2 separate regions of the Gossypium hirsutum genome follow, and region 2 is linked to region 1. A link is a contact called in public Hi-C data. All regions are on one chromosome and are shown on one strand. The core of a region is the stretch at or near the end of the contact, and the rest is flanking DNA. Distances in the headings are between cores, read along the strand shown.

Region 1 (2,767 bases), core at 152-2,651:
ATCTCCCGGCATAGCGTCTTTACTTTATGAAAATACTGTGAGACTGTCATGTCGCGTTGTGACACCGACAACAACTCACTTTCTAAGAGTTGGAGCTTCGTATCATTCTTCTTTGAGACCAGTTTGTCGAACGTTTCCCAAGCTTCCTTCAGATTTTTGGCATCACGTATATGCTCTAGAACATCTTTTTTGACTGTGGTCTTCAAGGCGAACATCGCTTTACCCGCTTTGATTTTCCACTTCCGTAAGACACCATTCGTGTCTTCTACTTCTGGCGACATAACCTCATTTCCATTTACTACTTACCATAAGTCTTGACCTTGCAACTATGACATCATGCATGTAGACCAAGAATTGTAGTTTTGGTTGTTGAGTTTCTTGATTCCACCAACCACTTGAAGATCGTCCATCCTAACAGCGCCCAAGAGAACCTAGCTCGGATACCAGATTGTAGAACTAATAGCTGACAAACGACAAAAAGAAAGAACATATAACTCACAGGAAGAATAAGACTGCAAATGGATGATGATATAATTCAATGAAATGACTGCATATTTATAGGCTTAGCAAAGACCTATTTATAGGCAAAACAGATCCACTAAAAATTTGGTAACAACCAAACAACTAAGTAACCAAAAATAGCTAATAAATAAACAAAGAAAATATGGAAATAAACTTGGTCAACAAATGACCACGTGTTGGTGTTCTGGTGTTGATATCTTTAATAAACCCTACCTACAAAATCAACTTAAATTTATTCCTTTACGTCGATTTAGGGTGAAATTAGTTAGGTTATTTGTTTTTATCTTTTAAAGAAATCGATTTTCAATTTTCTTTTCTAATGAACCGATTACAAGTGGATGTAGCAAACTTATCCGTACGCTTTTATTTATTGTATGATTTTTCTTAGAGGTGAATTTAAGTCCTTAATAAATGTTCCTCAAAACCTCGCAATTATTACATGAATTAAATGTTTCATCCACACAAAAACAATCCCGACCTCGTAAACACTTTTTAAGCAAAGAATAAAACATGTCTCAAATCCAAACAATATTTTGCATTGTTATAATTCATATGTATTTTCTAATATTTGAAAAAAAAATTGTTCATTTTATAAATTAACATTTTAATAATTCAGCTACTGAATTTATAAATATAATTATATAATTTTTTTATTAAAATATATTCAATAATTAAAAGAATAAAACATTTTTAATTTACTCATAAAGCAACATAAATAAAACATATATAGTAACAGTCATATTAATTAAATATAACTTGTACAAAAATTATAAAAATTTATAAAACTATTTTAATTTCGCACTCATAAAAGTATCCTTTGTTGTACTTGATTTTAGGACCACACTCTCTTTGTCGTACATCAACAAGGCTTGCTCATATTTTCCTTCAAAAGGAAAACCGGAAGTCAAAACTGACCTTAAAGCCGGTACTCAATTCTGAACCAGTTCATCTTTTATTAAAAAAAGAAAAACTCAACGATCTTAATAATAAAAAAACCTTTATTAATTATTTGGACCTCAACTATACTCATTTTCACATATTAGTACCTAAAATTTTTTTATCTCCTTTTGGTACTTAAATTATAGTTTTGTTTATTTTTTGGCCCCTTCCGTTAACACTGTTCAAAACAATTAGCAACCAAACAAAACACTCCATGTGTTCCCGTTGATCGCCATTGATAATGTGGTCGTTGATTGAGTTTTGACCATATTAATTAGGTCTTGACCGGCCTAAACATTTTAAAAAATTGAAAAAATATTTTTAAAATAAATAAAAATTATTAAAATTTATTAAAAATTTATTAAAATTTATAAAAAATATTAAAATAACTAAAAAATTAATAAAATTGAAAAAAAATTACTAATTATAGAAAAATATTAAAATTGTAAAAATTATTTAAAAATTTTAAAAATATATTAAAATTTATAAAACATTATTTAAAAATTTTAAAAATTATTTGAAATTGCGAAAATTATTGTGGCATTTAATATCCGAATTAGCATCTACATTATCCATTCTGATCGGTATGCCTACCTCAAATTTCCATCCAAACCCATGATGAAAATATATTAAATTCGACCCAGAAAGCAAATAGAACAATAATATAAAATTACAGTGCATTTAAACTAATTCTAACACAAAGTGAAAGAAAGTTTAAAAAAATAACGCACCACATGTGACAAGAATAAGATAATCTCTGCATTTTATTGATAGCCCTAATGGTGTATATCTATACAGTAGTAGTAGTTACATAGGAATCAAATTGTTAAAAGATAATATCTTATAATATCTCATTAGAAATGAAATTGCTAAGAGATAATATCCTATAATACCCCATTAGGAATCAAAATGCTAAAAGATAATATATCATAATAATATCTTATAATATCTTATTAGGAATCAAATTACTAAGAGATAATGTCCTATAATATCTCATTAGGAATCAAAATGCTAAAAGATAATATCTCATAATAATATCCTAACACCCCCCTCAAGTTGGAGCATATAGATCATAAATGTAACACCCCTAACCCGTATCCGTCGCCGGAATAGGGTTACGGGGCATTACCGGATATAGTATAACATACACAAACATTAAACATTCAAATGATATGAATACAGTTCAATAATTTAATCATCTAAGTAATATCATGATACGACTGTAAATACCTATTCTATTTTTTTTCTTATAAGCATATAACATTATGGTCATATTTAATTTCTAAAATCACAAATGCAAATCGTA
Region 2 (2,836 bases), core at 151-2,650, 100 kb before region 1:
AAAACTAAATTCATTAATTTTTATATTTAGTTTTAAAGTTAAAATCTTCATAGAAAATTTAATTTAAATAATATTTTTTATTTATCCTTAAAAAGTATATTTAAAGTTCAAATTTAAAAAATAAAATAAAATAAAATATTTATCATAAAAATAAATATTATTTGATTAAAATAAATTTTTTTAAAGGTTAAGTTTTTAGCGGCGTTTTTTGAGAAGCGCCGCTAAAGGTTTATTCTTTAGTGGCGTTTGTGCGAAAAGCGCCACTATAGACCATGACCTATAGCGGCGTTTGTGAGAAAAGCGCCGCTAAAGATCTTGGTTTTTACCGGCGTTTATACAAAAAACGCCGCTAAAAGCCTGTTTTGGTGTAGTGATTACAACCTCAAGACATGTTCTAAGAAACTAGCATAGAACATATTGTTGTCTTTAAGACTACAAGCAAACTTCGAATTTAGCGGTAAGCACGTGGCTATTGTCTGAACTTGCTGTTGTAGTAAATGCTCGCATTTTGACTAACTCTAAAAAGAAAAATTCTGATTTTTTTGGACTCATCCTTGGAAACCCCCATTGTTTACAACATTAAGCTGTCTCTAGTTGACCAAACTCTCTAAACTAACTGTACACAAGTTAGACAAGAGTTTAATTTGTATATGTTTGTTAGATAAATGGATGAATTTGAATACAAAAGACTTCTTAACAACCTTCTAGATCCTTTATCAATCACAACTAGAATCCGGGCGGCCTTAGTTATTGGCATTAAGGTGTGCAAATTTGGAGGATTTGTTCAATGACATGGATTCTTTGGTTGAAAAATTCCCCCAAAAGAGAATAATGTCAAACAGTTTTTGTCTGAGTAATTATTATTCATTTTGTTTGGAATCCAAGTAAAAAATTTAGCATCCAAAAAGTGGTTGAGAATTAATTGACATGATGATCAACACGTACCCATAAATGGAGGCATCAAACATAAAAGATAAAAGAACCCAAATGCATCCAAATTTGATCATTGACTTTTGCTGAATAATAGCCACAACCCACTTCTCACTTCCGTTTCATACAAAAGCCTTTCACATTTTGTTTCTTGACTTTGGAAATTTTGACTCTTTCAAAATTCACAATAGACATGGACCTGTTTCATTTTTAAATAATTTAATAATACCATACACGTTAAAAAAACTTATTGATATTCAATAATCTTTTTAAAATACTGTCAATAATATAAGCATTGATATTCAATGAACCTTATTGGAAAAGAAAAATATTGTGATAATATAATGCAAAAATTAGTTTTTATTATATGTGAAGGAAGAAAAAGAAGAAAAGTGAAAAGTGGGAGATGTAAAGAGAGCAAAGGAGACGTATGGTGTGGAGAAAGGAGAGCCACATGAATTGTGAAGGCTGCTTGGAAGGAATAGACGTAAAGTGAAGGGCCAGTTGTTGAGTCAACGTGTTTCATGCATTCTTGTTTTTTTTTTCTTTTTTCATTTTATTATTTAAGATAAATTACACCAAATTCACTCAACTATTAGAAAGTTTATATTTTGATATTCAATTTTAAAAAGTTATAAATTGATCTTTAAATTATTCGAAAGTTATAAGTTGATCACTAAATTGTTAAGTTGCTAATGGATGTTGATGTGGTTGTTAACTCACTATTCATCATAGAGTAAACTATACTCAAGGTCATTCAACTATTTACAAGATTATACTTTAAACACTCAATTTCAAAAAAACTACAAGTTGGTCACTGAACAACCTAGTAACCAACATGTAATTTTCAAATAATTCAATGATAAATTCATATCTTTTTAAAACTTAGTGACCAAAGTGTAAATTTTGTAATAGTTGAGTGACATTGGATATAATTTATCTTATTATTTATTTGTTTGATTTGTGAATAAGTAATAATCTCTTCGTCCAACAAGTGTTGTTCGTATTCTACTCTAAAAAAACAGAATTCAAATTAAAACTTTAAAAATGACATTATTAAAAAGAATAACTACAAAACTCAAAAAATTAATATTATTTATAATAAAACATATATAAAAATATTTTGTTTTACGAAAATAATAATAATAATAATCTCTTCTTTCCATCAAGTGGAAATCCCTTACCACGCATTTCGGGCCCCATCTGTAACTTGCAATATCTTTTTATTATTTTAAGGTTTGTTTGGTTCGAGATTTATTTTCTTTCTTCAATTTGTGTTTTATTTTTATATGTTGATTATTTTCTAATTGTTATGTTGCTTTTATGTGTAAACATATATTTTTTTTGTATAAATTGTGTAATATATAAATATATAAAAAGATATATATTTCAAAAAAAATGAATGGATTAGATCGATTTTAAATTCTAAGTTAAAAAAATGTTAACTTAATTTTCTAAATGAAACTCATCTTCTAAACCTATTTTTATCCCTTAATATTTTTATTTTAAGTTTAAATAAATAATTTCATGTAACGACCCAATTCTTGTGATGTGTACTGAAAATTAAGTTGAGATGTTTGAGAAGTTAAAATGAGAAAGCCTTAAGTTAAATACAGAAATAAGAAATAAAATTAGCTAGTAATTAAATTAATTAAGTTAATAAAAATGGTACAAGGGTTAAATTGCATAATAATTATAAAATTCCACAAGGCCTTATTTAAATATTAATCAAGTCTTTAGAAATAATTATAAATATATATATATTCCTTAGTGGGAGAGAGATGATGAAAAATATCATCTTCTCATCTTTCCCAAACCGAAACAAAAAAGAAAGAAAACAGAAAACTTAGCCATTTTCTTCTTTTATTTGCCGTGAGCCTAATTAGCAAGGTAATTGAATTTTTCT

What was found. Hi-C and Micro-C count contacts between places; a contact is called where the count stands out from the background.
Region 2: a contact with region 1 is called in a Hi-C map of leaf, with 1.5 times the contacts expected there. The contact joins two enhancer-like sites. A contact is called at or near these places in 5 of 34 Hi-C or Micro-C datasets (callus, cotyledon and leaf).

What each region holds. Positions count from the first base shown.
Region 1 is chrD06:46,668,200-46,670,966 of Gossypium_hirsutum_v2.1, reverse strand. No RefSeq gene overlaps it. Among protein-coding and RNA genes, the nearest start is that of LOC107901794, 52 kb to the right of the region's middle. Within about 2 kb of position 1,401, at least 1 of the 9 cell types and tissues checked has an H3K27ac peak or open chromatin away from gene starts, as enhancers often do. A contact at or near this core is called in leaf, where this site is marked.
Region 2 is chrD06:46,770,060-46,772,895 of Gossypium_hirsutum_v2.1, reverse strand. No RefSeq gene overlaps it. Among protein-coding and RNA genes, the nearest start is that of LOC107901792, 5.5 kb to the left of the region's middle. Within about 2 kb of position 1,400, at least 7 of the 9 cell types and tissues checked have an H3K27ac peak or open chromatin away from gene starts, as enhancers often do. A contact at or near this core is called in leaf, where this site is marked.